2 separate regions of the Mus musculus genome follow, and region 1 is linked to region 2. Evidence: chromatin contacts called from public Hi-C data. All regions are on one chromosome and are shown on one strand. Each heading gives the region's core, a stretch centred on a gene start, on an enhancer-like site or on the middle of the called end of the contact. The rest is flanking DNA. Distances are from core to core; before and after follow the strand shown. Region 1 overlaps Ank3 (ankyrin 3, epithelial). Region 2 overlaps Ank3 (ankyrin 3, epithelial).

Region 1 (7,109 bases), core at 1,967-4,466, 150 kb after region 2:
TCGATGGCTGGTGGCTTCCCCAGCCTTTGTTGGCATTATAAATGGGTAGTGTTCAGAGAGACAAATTTTCAGAGAGAGAGACCTGTCTGGCTCGCTTTCTGCTGTGTTTAGATATTGAATGCCTCTCCTGAGAGAGTTCTCCAGGCTGTGGCCGAAACTTAGCTTGGAAATATGTAGGAAATCCGTGTCGTGGCTGCAGGATTTTTCATATGGAAAAAAACACACCCTCAGCATGGGATGGAGTCCCATAGGCACCGTGGTGGGAAGTTAGCCACTGGAAACTTAGCAGCCCACTGAGGCAGTGTGAGAATAGGAAACATGTCCCTTGCTTTGGGAAGACTGGCTGCAATGAATCCATGAATATGGAATTGGTGGCGAGCTTCTGGTAGAGAGCAGCTGGGTCTTCATAATGTGATGATGAAGCGGGTTTCCCTGGAGATTGTATATTGACTTAAGGTGGTCACATTTCATGAGAAATTATCCATCTCAATGCAGAATAAGTTGGGATGTCTCAAAAGGGATAAATTGGTGTGCTTGGAACTTTTTTTTATGAGTGTGTGTGAGTGTTTGCCTGTGTGTCAGTATTTGTGTATGCTTCATGTGTTTCTGGTGCTCACAGAGACCAAAAGAAGGCATTGGATCCCCTAAAACTGTTACAGATGGTTGTGAGCCACTTTGCAGGTTCTGAGAATCAAACCTGAGTCCTCTGTAAGAACAGCCAATGCTCTAAATTTCTGGGCCAAAGAGTTTGCCCTATTACTCTGACTTATTAGAAAATGTTACAGTGTTTCCATATAAGACAGTCCAATGTTTTCCTCCTGTTTTGCACCACTGGCTGGGTATGGCTGGGTACCTGTACATGGGGCACATTAGCCAGCTTTCTCACCACAATACTTTTTCTTCTTTCTTCTTATAGTCTGATGCCAACGCAAGTTACTTAAGAGCAGCTCGGGCAGGGCACCTGGAAAAGGCCCTTGACTACATCAAAAATGGAGTGGACGTCAACATCTGTAACCAGGTCCGTTGTGGTTATTGTTACAGTTTGCTATTTTTGTTAAAACGAGTAGATTCCTTAAAGCTTCCCTTAGCTATTTGGCAAGATCTCTCTCCACTTGTCAGGAGGTTGGTTTCGTTGTTAAATTTTGTCAGCCCAATGTTATCCGATTAGTCTCCATCAAAGGGATGCCATTTGGTGACCAATGGCTGATAGTAATGGACCACCCTCCCTAGTTCTCACATTTTATTTCTGTTCCACATTCCTGTGCTACATTCACATGGGGGACTCCGGTAGGGGGCTAACTGAGGAGCAGGTGGCAGGCTGTGGACTATTGAGAACTCTGTTTTCAGTTCACTCTCCTTTCTCTTCCCATCAGAATGGATTGAATGCACTCCATCTTGCTTCCAAAGAAGGCCATGTGGAAGTGGTCTCTGAGCTGCTGCAGAGGGAAGCCAATGTTGATGCCGCCACAAAGGTCAGTGCCATGGGCTTGGTGCCTTTGGTGACACTTGTCCAGGTCTGTAAAGGGTCACCGTCCATATGAAGAAGAATACCATTCTCCTGAGCTGCTAGCCCCCTTCAGCTTCATCATCTATAGCTTCATCATCTGTGCCTCACAGAGGCATTGAACAACAGGCTAGGAGCTCATGTGTCTCTTCCCTCTCATTCCACAGAAAGGAAACACGGCCTTACACATCGCATCTTTGGCTGGGCAAGCGGAAGTGGTCAAGGTCTTGGTTACGAACGGAGCGAATGTCAACGCACAATCTCAGGTGAATTTAAAACCATATTGCAAAGGACTTTGACTGTTATTTACCAATATGACTTCTGGACCAAGCGTTTGTTTGAGTTACAGGTCAGCTAAGGGCACGTCGCTTGCAGGCCTGTTTTATCAAGTAGTCATGAGAGTTCCTAGAGTTTAAATGTATCTCCATTTACAATTTGTGTTTCGAGAGGTAGAATTTTCAACCATGGCCAACCTGTGAAAGGCCATGACTGACAGCTGTGAAACAAATAAAATGCAAAGCAAAAGAAACAAATAAAATGCAAAGCAAAAGAAAACAAAAACCCAGAAATTTAAAAATTCCCCAGACTTTAAAATGTTTGACTATTTGTGCTGAATAAGTTCTCCGATCATCTCTCTAGACAGTCATATGAGGTCCTAGAAACAGCGCCATAGACTACCTACTATCTTAATCTTTGTCTTTGAATCTAAAAGAAAAAAATAGCTTTTGTACTTTACTGGTTTCAAATAGCAGGTACTCACCATCCACTCATTGACATTGGCGTGGCGTCATCAAAGGCTGTGCAGCTAAGCAGACATCTGGTAAGGCAGCAGAGTCCACAGAGGACTGTTGTAGACATTTTAAATTCCAATCCAGGATTTCTACTCCACATTTGACCATTTAATTCCTGGATGAAAGACACACAGAGCCTTTATATTTACAATAAAATTATTGTATTTAGTTATCATGTGGATGTGTGTGTTTGCTCTCTGGTGGAGGCCAGAGGACAACCTTGGGAAGTAAGATCTCTCCTGCCACCATGTGTGTCCTGAGGCTTGAACTCTGGTCATCAGGCTTGGAGATAATTGTCTCACTCAGCCTCACAATGACTCAAAGCACACTTTATTTTTTATTTAGATTCCCAATGGCCTTTTGGTCTCCCTGTTAAGTGTCCTGGGCTCATTACCTTTGGGTATCTTTGGCTGATGAACCTCCTCTACCTGAGGCATCTGCAGACTCACGATGACTAAGAGCATCAGTGTAAGAGCTTTGGTCCTTATGTCCATCAATGTCAGGGAAGTCAACGTACTCAGCCCGCAACTGCAGGGTCCCTCCATCATTCGCTCCTCTTGTTCCTTTGTCTGTGAGAAGTTTGCTTTGAACAATCCTGCTTTTCCAGAAAAGAAACAATATAAAATTCGAGTTTAGCAAATATACTTTCAGATATTATTAACAAGCCAATTACAAAAGAAAATGAGAAATATGTGCTTTAAATATATATTTTTTTAGTTACGTTTATTTTTGTGAGGGTAGAAGCCATGTGTGAGCTAGGGCATACACGTGGGAATTAGATGACAACTGGTCAAGTCAGTTCTTCCCTCCCATTCATGGGTCCCAGGGATCCAACTCAGGTTGTCAGGATTAACAGCAAACGCTTTCACCGGCTGAGCCATCTCAATGGCTTACATCATACTTTGCCCCAAAAAAAACATTGCTGCAGTTTTGCCTACTGAAACACAGTGAGCAGTAAGCAGCGAGTGATGAGATAGTAGGACAAGTCTTGAATCCATTTCCAATCAGAATTTCTCCTTCAAATCCTGCACGCATTCCTGATTATGTCCAAGGGCAGCCGCAGCTATAAACCTACCATCAGTAAGTGGGAAAGCTGTGGTCGAGATGAATGAAGCCCAAATCCGTTTTAATTTCAATTTATACACGTTCCACACTGATGATGCCGTAGGAGAAAGAATGGAGCCTGTGAAGTCCTTCTCCTTGCAGCTGTGCCCGGGGATCCCCGTCACACACACACACACACACACACACACACACACACACACACACACACACACTCACACACTCCTCCATCTGGAAACCTGATCTTGTGTGCCTCCTGAGCCATGCTGTGGCTAGAAGGAACAGGGAGGTGACCTTGCTTCAGAGCAACTCTTAAGCAGGAACTTTACATAGACCAAAAGTCAGCAATGACCTAAAAGAAGACGCTGCTCAATGGGCAAAGTGTTTGCTAAGCATGCAATAGAGCCCCGTGTTCAATCCCAGCATCACATTAACTGTGCATGGCGGTTCATGGTTCTGATCCCAGCATTTGGGAAGTAGAGGCAGAAGGATCAGAAGTTCAGGGTCCTCTGCGTTGATATACCAAGTGCAAAGCCAGCCTGGGCTACATAAAATCTGCCTTAAAAATAAATAAAATATTTCTTTAAGTGGAAATTTTATTCATGCGCTAACAAACAAAACATGGAAATGTTCACACTCAAGAAAGACAGACTGGTGTGCAGGAGCATGCCTGAAATCTCAGCACATGGGAGGCTGAGGTAGAAGGATCCTGAGTTCTAGATTGGGGAAAGAAAGAGAGATAGGGAGGGAGAGAGGGAGGGAAGGTGATAGGTTTCTAAGTGAAAAGTCACCTACAAACTCTTTCTTCTTCAAATATCATAAAGTACCTCCTTGCTGAGGCTGAAGACTTCAGTTCAACCCCAGGACCCTCATGGTGGAGAGAGAGAACTTGACTCTTACAAATTGTCCCTCAACCTTCCCATGCAAACATGCACGTGTAAGCACATATATGCGTGCACACACATACACACACTAATAATAATAATACAAATATAAATATTTCTGTATAATCTTTAAAAAGAAATAGTTGAGAATCCCTTCCCCTCCTTGAATCTTTATTTATTTGTTTAGTTAGTTAGTTAGTTAGTTAGTTACATCCCAAACACTGTCCTCCCTCTCCTCTCCTTGAACCTTAGTAACAATGGCACAGGCTAGCATTGGAACCCTGTTCTTGTGCATTTGAACATTATAATTACAAGTCTGGGTTTTTTTTTTTTTTTAACTTTATTTTGGTTGTGAGCTGAGCTTTTCCTGACTGAGCCATCTCTCCAGCCCTGCATTTTATTTTGTTGTTGTTGTTTGGGAGTTTTGTTTGTTTACTTTAAATGAGTTTTGGTCATTGCCTTCATCTCATGTCTTAACAATTGTCAAATTCTTCCTTAAAAAGGCTTTACATTCCCATAACCTCTTTGCTATACCTTAGGGGAAAAAAATTGGACCAGGGAGATGGCTCAGCAGGGAAAGAGTCAGAATTCTCAGCACCCACATAAAAGCCACACAAGAATGAGAACCTACCTGGAGTCCCAGCACACAGGAGGGGTGGCATCGAATCACCAGAGCAAGCTGGTTAACTAGACTGGCCTACACACACACACACACACAAACACACGCACACACACACACGTACACACGCACACATGCACACATGCGATACACCATTGGCTAACTGAATTGTAATTGTAAAGAACTCATTTCTTTTTAACCTTAGTGTTTTGCCCTGAATATAATAGTAATACATGGTGTTTACCATTTAAGACAAACTGCTCAGGTAAAAACCACTGACTTCCCATTTCTCTCTCATCCTTGACTGCATCCAAAGGCATAGCTGACTGGTTATACAGGCAGCGTCTGTTTCTGGCAGTATTTTGGCTATGGAGATATTTTGAATGAACAAGTTTCCTTACTTGTTTTTACAAAGGACAAAATACCTCAAGTCAAATGTGATCTTTTGGGTACCCTTGAGGGTTTACCCCACATCCCGATGACCCCTGTATTAGAAGAACCAGATTCTCATAGTCAGACTCGGACTTTTGATCTTTAATCAGACTTTCACAGAACTTAGTGTCACACAGGCTCCAGTGAAATACTTTACTGTGTAGGAGTTGGCCATGATGAAGAAATCCTAGGAAGGGCCATCCTTCAGGCATGAGATGGTTTTGTGGAGTTAGTTTGTTTGTTGTTTTTTGTGTGTGATGGAACATGCCCCCACACTCCTCCGAAAAGTTCTTAGTCTGCAGATTTGCCTGCATGTGCAATAACCCCACTGTAAACAATGAGAGTGGAAGGTATCAGAGATAATAGATAAAATCAGATTTTAAATAGCACACTGTGTCTTAAGCTGCCCTTCCCTGGGGGACTTCAATCTACTGTTGACACAGAGAGGAAAATGTAAATTGAGCTCCAACGTGTTCCTGTCTTAACTGGCTCTAGTTTGATGGTTTCCTAATTTTTAAGCAAATCTGAAAATGGAGAAGAAACATCTTTCTCAAATCTGGCCATCCCCTGGGTCCAACTGCCTCATCAACAACCACTGATAGTTTACATGCTGCCCATGGGGGTACCATGAGTCATGGGCGGTGTCTTAGGCCTCTGGGCTAGTTTAATGGCAAGATTTTTTTAGTCAGTCTCTTCAAAAGATACTTGTAGATTCTTTATTGATAGATAATATGTATATTAGATCATTCAATTACTTGGATTAAAAGAGCAAAAGAAGTTTCCGAAGAGTTTATTGGCTTTGAATTTGGGGATCTTTGAGAACAGAAGGCTAAGGAGGAGACAGAAAGTTCTGGAAAGTTGATCATTGGAGTAGAGGGCAGGAGAACCTAGCCAGAGCCAAAGAATAAAAGAGCCCTTGACATCCCTTGAGGTTGCTGGTGGGAACTGGGGAGAACACAGTACAGGAGAGAAAACTAAAAGGCAAACAAAGATAGCTCATCTACATGTCTACAACATCGTCAGCGAGAAGCAGACCCATCTGTCTCAGCGTCCAGCCAAGACAGGTCCTAGCTGCTCACCCCTACATAACCATAAATCAGAATGAAATTAGAAAGAGCCAAAGGTACGCCCTCCAATGGCCTGCTTCCTCTCACCAGACCCTGTTAGGGTTCTTTCTAGGCTCTGCCCAACAGTTGCCTGGCAACAGCCAGCTAGGCAGGCTTGCTATAAAACACAACAGACCCTACCCCGGCATTCTCCACCACCTCCCAAGAATGCCATCAAATACAGCTCTGTAATGGATTCACCCACTGATTGCATTACAGATCTCATGATCCAATGTCTTCCCAAGGCCCTCTGAATATTTAAATAGGAACCAAGTCTTCAACCATAATCCCTGGGGGGGGGGGGGGTGTTGGTTTTGAAACTGGAACATTCTTGTAAGGGAAGGAAGCACAAAAACATTTCATCAGCCCAGATAACAGAAAGAGAGTAAGACCCTTCGGGGCTGCATGTGTGATCTCATTCATATGAAATGCCTGAAATAAACAAAGCCTCAGACACAGGACAGAGATGGGTGGTTGCCAAGGTTATAGAGAAAGGCAGATGTCGAAAATTGGTACCAACAGGTGCATGATGAGGGATGAGTGGGGCAGCATTTCACCGTGGTTCTTGCCCAGCAAGGCTCTCATCCCACTTCTGTGAGCACTGAGCTGTATATTTTATGAGTTTTATGGAGTGACAGTTCAGTGTCAAAAAACACATAGTTTTAGGAATCAAAAATATGTGGACAGGAACAGGAATGTCACTTTTGGAAA
Region 2 (6,182 bases), core at 2,456-4,955:
TTTCCTGTGTGTGTATGTTGACATCCGGGGTGTTTTTTAGACAGGATCACTGAAGCTGGAGTTTGAGTTTCAGGTAGACCTGACCAGTGGACCGCAATATCCTCTCATCTCTGCCTCCTCAGCATTGAGGATACAGGAGTTCCACACCAGTGCTGGGGAATCCAACTTGTGTCCTCCTGCCAGGCAGCAAGCACTTTACCCACTGAGTGTCTCTGCAGGCAACATCTTTGTATATTTCTGAATCTTGTTTTGCTTTGTCTTTCTTCACTTTGTTTGGTTTTGAAACAGGGTATCAACCTTAGCCTAGACTGGCCTGGAACTTACAGCAATCCTCCTGCCTCTGTCACCCAAGTTCTGGGATTGCAAACGTGAGGCACCATGCCTACATAGAGGACCAGCTTTGTCTAGAATTTGCTTTTATCCCCAGACTGGATGATATCCCTGAGGCGCACCGGGGCCTCCATAGTACCTGGTGCCATTGCTAAAGGACTACAAATAAAAGTTCTCCAAAACCAAACCAAACCACAACAAACAAAAACCAGTCTGTTTTCTCCCATTTGCATAACAGAATCATTCTACCATTTTCAAGTCTCATTGGTCTCTGTGTGTATGGGAATCTCACAATAGGAAAAGCCACACGTTCATTAGGGCAATCAGGGTGCCTCCTACAACCTAGAGATCCTGGGGGGGGGGGGGGCTTCTGAAAAGGCTGCAAAGCCCACTCCTGTTGTCCCAGGGATCTTCAAAGACACGTTCCTTTTGCCCAATAGCTGACGTGATTTTTCTCCCAGCCTAAAACTTGTATGCCTCTTACTCTTGGTTCTTGCTTGTTTATAGCAGCAAATGATGAGGTCTGGTGGCCTGGGGCATTAAGACTCTCAGCTTGCCTGCATTTCTCCAGCTTCTGCACTGCAGAGAGCTCCATCTTCCTTCCTGGTGTGTTTACTGCCAGCCACCTGAGATGCCATGGAGGCTTGTCCCGGTCTCTCACTCTGTCTTATACAGAAACCATTTGGGGGTTTGGACTCAATTCCCCCCCACCTTTTCTCACATTTAACATCCAGTTAGCCATTATCATGAGGTTCTTCACAGCTCAAAATGGTTTGTGGGTTAACATTTCCATGTTCCTTACACCCCCCTACATTTTAAATAAGGCCCTTTATAGCTTTAGCTCAAGAACTAGGGTACCAGATGTTGGCGCTGCAAGAACTGTCTTTGGAGGATTTAATTGGGATGTGGTACTGCAGATTCTATTGGCGGAGTGAATTTCAGCCTAAGCCGTGCACCTTATCCTTGAAATACATGCAAACAGCTGGCAAGAGTGACTCCCTAGACCATTGGTTCTCAACCTTCCTAATGCCACAACCCTTTAGTATACTTCCTCGTGTTGTGGTGATCCCCCAACTGTAACATTGTATTTGTCGCTACTTCATAACAGTAATTCTGCTACTGTTATGAATCATAATATAAATACTTTTGGAGATAGACGTTTGACAGAAGGGTCATAACCCACAGGTTGAGAACCCCAGCCCTAGACAGTCACATGCATTTTGTGGGAGTACCAAGCCACACTATTTTATGCAAGAGCAGTTGTTGAGCCTATCCTTAGGGCAAGACTAGATACCTTCCTATCAAATTTGAGTTCGAGATCCCTGAAGCATCTGTCCCCGACCCCTCCTCCCCTGTGCAACAATTCCAGTTCCTTGGGCAAGCAACTCTTTTTTTTTTTTAATCTTTTTTTTTTAAAGATTTATTTATTTATTATATGTAAGTACATTGTAGCTGTCTTCAGACACTCCAGAAGAGGGAGTCAGATCTCGTTACGGATGGTTGTGAGCCACCATGTGGTTGCTGGGATTTGAACTCTGGACCTTCGGAAGAGCAGTCGGGTGCTCTTACCCACTGAGCCATCTCACCAGCCTGGCAAGCAACTCTTTAGCTAAATGAGGACATCCCGAATGTCATCTCTTGTCTGTCTTTAAAGAACTCAGTTGGCTCATGCCATCCCAGTCAGTGCCCTGCCCACCACTGCCAGGTGGGTTTCCGGTTTCAATTGTTTCTTAAAACACGGCACTCAATCGCCATTGGTTATCAGGCCAATGCCAGATTCCCGGGGAATCTGACTCCTTTTGGGGACATCTACTGATACTAACACAAATTGGGATTGTGTTGGCGTCTAGCCACGTGCATACAATATTAGTGAATTCTGACAGCATGTGTGCTTTAGGGTGGCTTTGGTTCCGTGAAACAGAGGTTTTATAGGCCAGAAAGTGTTCAGGGGAGGGAAAGAAAACTGTACAAAGTCTGTCACAGGAGAGGGATTCAGCTGACGGTGGTGCATGCTGGGTATTCTGCCCCCCAGTGCGGCTGCAACTGTCTGGATGGAGCTGAGACCGGTAGCAAGGTAGCAAGATAATTCTTTATTCACCACAGTGGTTGCACAGTCTGATTGGACTTGATGCAACATCAAAAATAGGAGTTATCAAAGACATAGATCCATGTGCACCCAGGGCTGCTATCAAGTGACAAGGTCGTCTACCGACTAAGAGACCTATCTGGAAATCATCTGTCTGGCATGGAATTTCTTTTTTTTTTTTTTTAAAGATTTATTTATTATTATATGTAAGTACACTGTAGCTGTCTTCAGACACACCAGAAGAGGGAGTCAGATCTTGTTACGGATGGTTGTGAGCCACCATGTGGTTGCTGGGATTTGAACTCTGGACCTTCGGAAGAGCAGTCGGGTGCTCTTACCCACTGAGCCATCTCACCAGCCCATGGAATTTCTTTTATCTTCAATTGTCTTTAAAAGTCTTAGAACCTGGGGCTCAGTGGTTAAGAGCACTGACTGCTCTTCCAGAGGACCTGAGTTCCATTCCCAGCAACCACGTGGTGGCTCACAACCATCTGTAATGGGATCTGATGCCCTCTTCTGGTGCATCTGAGGACAGTGACAGTGTACTCATATAAATACAATAAATAAATAAATAAATAAATAAATAAATAAATAAATAAACCTTTTTTTTTTAATCTTAGCAGCTGTTCACATTTTCTTGCTGTGCCTGTGACAAACCCCGTGATCAGAAGAGGAAACTTAGGCTGACGCTTCCAGCTCAGAGTCCGTCTCGAAGTGAGGGCAGAAACTGTGAGGAACCCTGCTTGCTAGCTTACTTGCTCAAGCATTCATTATTAACTCTCTCATTCAGCCCCATAGCACCTGCCTAGGGACGACATTTCCCCCCAAAGCTTGCCTATATCAGTTAGCAACCAAGACACACATGGGTGTGAGCAATGAACCCTGCGCCTCTGCTGGTCCATATGATGGGAGCAGACAAGGGGTCCCTCCTCCCGCCGAGAAAGGAATAGGTGCCGCTGGTGACCTACGAATCTCTCAGATGCTTTGGTTTCTTTGGGGGGAGCTTTACACTCAATGCTGTTTTAAAGTAAACATGCCCCGAAAAGAACAGAGGTTCACCTGGAACGCATGTTTGCACGAATCAAAGCTGGAACACTAGTGACTTCTGGAGGTGGAGAACGCTCTGCCAGAGTCGTTGCAGGCGGATGAATTCTGAATCCTTTCCACTGGAGCTTTTTTGTAAAGGTTGGAGCTGTACTAGGGGCATCTAAGGCTTTGTCTCAGGCTGGACACAGTCCCAGGTTGCATTATGAGTCTGGCTGTTTTGCTCAACTGTTCCACAAGGGGGCAGTGCAGGAAAGCCAGCAACTGATCTGAGGAGGCTTTCCAAAGAATGTGGCACTCCTTCTCCTCTGGAAGAGATTGTTTCCTGATCTAGAGATTGAGGGTAAACTGAATCCGAGCTCTTAAGAAACAAACACAGAGCGGGCAGTGGTGGCGCACGTCTTTGATCCCAGCACTTGGGAGGCAAAGGCAGGTGGATTTCTGAGTTCCAGGCCAGCCTGGTCTACAGAGTGAGTTCCAGGACAGCCAGGGCTACACAGAGAAACCCTGTCTCAAAAACCCAAAAAACAAAAACAAAAACAAAACAAAACAAAAAAGAAATAAACACAGACAGAGACAAATACAGATACTAGCACCCAACCAATGGACAGAAGCGGGGACCCCTGTGGTTGAATTGGGGGAAAAGCTGGAAGAAGCTGAGGAGGGTGACCCTATAGGAAGACCAACAGTCTCAACTAATCTGGACTCCCGAGATCTCTCAGACACTGAGCCACCAACCAGACACCATAAACTAGCAGGTCCGAGGCCACATATACAGCAGAGGACTGACTGGTTAGGCCTCAGTGAGAGAAAATGCACCTAACCCTCGAGAAATTTGCGGCCTCAGGGAGTGGGGAGGCCTGGCAGGGTGTGGGATGGGTGTGGGTGTGTGGGGAGATACTCTTGGAACAGGGGTTGGGGGGTTGGGGGAGAGGTTTTGAGGCAAGTGTGGGGGGACTGTCAGAGGGCAGACCTGGAAGGGGATAATGACTGGACTGCAAAAAAAAAAAAAAAAAAAAAAAAAGATTAAGGACTTTTTTAAAATGTAAAGCATTAAAAAGAAACAAGAACTAAACACAATATGGAATTTGATAGCATTATACATTTTTCCTTTGTTTGTATTCACGATACTCCCTGACTAGGGAGTTCATGTGCACTGCTCAAAGGTTGACTACATACTGTGTCCAACAGTACTGTCATTAGACAGTTGCTCTCATACTGTATATACAAGGTACATACTGTATATACATATATCACATATAGGCTATTATACAGGCTTTCATATGTACATGAAAATCTGATTCATGTTTCAATTATCCAATTTTTGTGGTGCTGAAATCAGGACAAATATTCATAAATAAAAGTAAATCCATTTTGTCTTGTCATGAAGTGTAAGGGTGGGCTAGAGAGGTGACTCAGAGGTTAGGAACACTTATGGCTTTTCCTGAGGACCTGGGTTTAATTCCTAGCACTTACATGGCAGCTTACAATCACCTGAGTCCATTTTCATGGGATCTAGCACCCACCTCTGACCTCTGAGGGCGATAGACATTCAAATGCTACACACACACACACACACACACACACACACACACACATGTGCGCGCAAGCAAACATGCATTCACATAAAGTGAAATTTAATTAATAAAAGAAAATTGAGGTCATCACAGTATTTTCAAGATATACTTCATACCATGTTTTAATGCAGAAGTGATAAATTTAAATAATGCTGCTGATAGCATGCTTGCACACAGACCTCTTCTTATTCTGCAAAGAAACTTCACATCTACTATCTTACTTGAACCCACAGCCCTCATGTGATGGACATAGGGCATGCAGTTGTAGCTGGTTTTGATTTATAGAGAAAGCACCTGAGCTATGACAGGCTGAGTGATTTCTAACCGAACAGGCTGGTGAGCTGACTCGGCCACTAAGGGTGTTGGCTGCTCTTCGAAAGGACCAGACTTGGGTTCCTAGCGCCCATGTTAGATAACTAACTGCTACCTGTAACTCCAGCTCCAGGGACCCAATTTCCTTCTTCTGACTTCCGTTGGCAGACAAACACACTCACTGACACATGTTAAAATAAGTCTGAGGAGGAGGAAGAAGAGGAAGAGGGTTAAAAGGAAATTAAGCCAACATGGAAGCCAGGAACTGTCTCCCCAAGTCAGTGCTCCACTATTCCGAAGCCTTGACTGGTCATCTTCTTTTCACCCCTAAATTTACCCTACTTATGGGGTCAGGTATGTGGGTCGGTGGACACAGTGCTTTCCTGGCATGCATGAGGATCAAGTCCCTAGCCCCAAATTTTATTTACCTCAAAGGAAAATGTCTTACTTGATAGCAATAAGGGGTAAAAAAAAAAATTTACCCCACACAGAATAAGTGGTACTTCTGTGCAGATTAAAAAAAAAATTCTATAAATCATATGAAGTTTCTCTTTAAAAAAAACAAAAACAAAAAACCAAGCCATTTTGTTACAAAAAGTCGATCTGATATGGTCAAATAACTTAGATAACTTTTTGTTTATTTGTTTGTTTGTTTGTTTTTGTTTTTTGAGACAGGGTTTCTCTGTGTAGCCCTGGCTGTCCTGGAACTCACTTTGTAGACCAGGCTGGCCTCAAACTTGGAAAATCGCCTGCCTCTGCCTCCCAAGTGCTGGGATTAAAGGCGTGCGCCACCACACCTGGCTTGGATAACTAACTTAAAAAGCAAAGTGGTT

The links. Hi-C and Micro-C count contacts between places; a contact is called where the count stands out from the background.
Region 1: a contact with region 2 is called in a Hi-C map of muscle stem cells, with 2.7 times the contacts expected there. The contact joins two enhancer-like sites. A contact is called at or near these places in 5 of 484 Hi-C or Micro-C datasets (cerebral cortex, embryonic fibroblasts, embryonic stem cells and 1 more) and 2 of 115 datasets of contacts at active chromatin or transcription factors (embryonic basal ganglia and embryonic stem cells).

What each region holds. Positions count from the first base shown.
Region 1 is chr10:69,807,500-69,814,608 of GRCm38.p6, forward strand. It overlaps Ank3 (ankyrin 3, epithelial), which reads left to right. Exons shown (of 43, transcript NM_146005.3): 2 at 917-1,018; 3 at 1,374-1,472; 4 at 1,672-1,770. Among named protein-coding and RNA genes, the nearest start is that of Gm33416, 55 kb to the right of the region's middle. Within about 2 kb of position 3,217, at least 4 of the 459 cell types and tissues checked have an H3K27ac peak or open chromatin away from gene starts, as enhancers often do. A contact at or near this core is called in muscle stem cells, where this site is marked.
Region 2 is chr10:69,658,841-69,665,022 of GRCm38.p6, forward strand. All of the region lies in intron 1 of Ank3 (ankyrin 3, epithelial), which reads left to right. Among named protein-coding and RNA genes, the nearest start is that of Gm33464, 99 kb to the left of the region's middle. Within about 2 kb of position 3,706, at least 29 of the 459 cell types and tissues checked have an H3K27ac peak or open chromatin away from gene starts, as enhancers often do. A contact at or near this core is called in muscle stem cells, where this site is marked.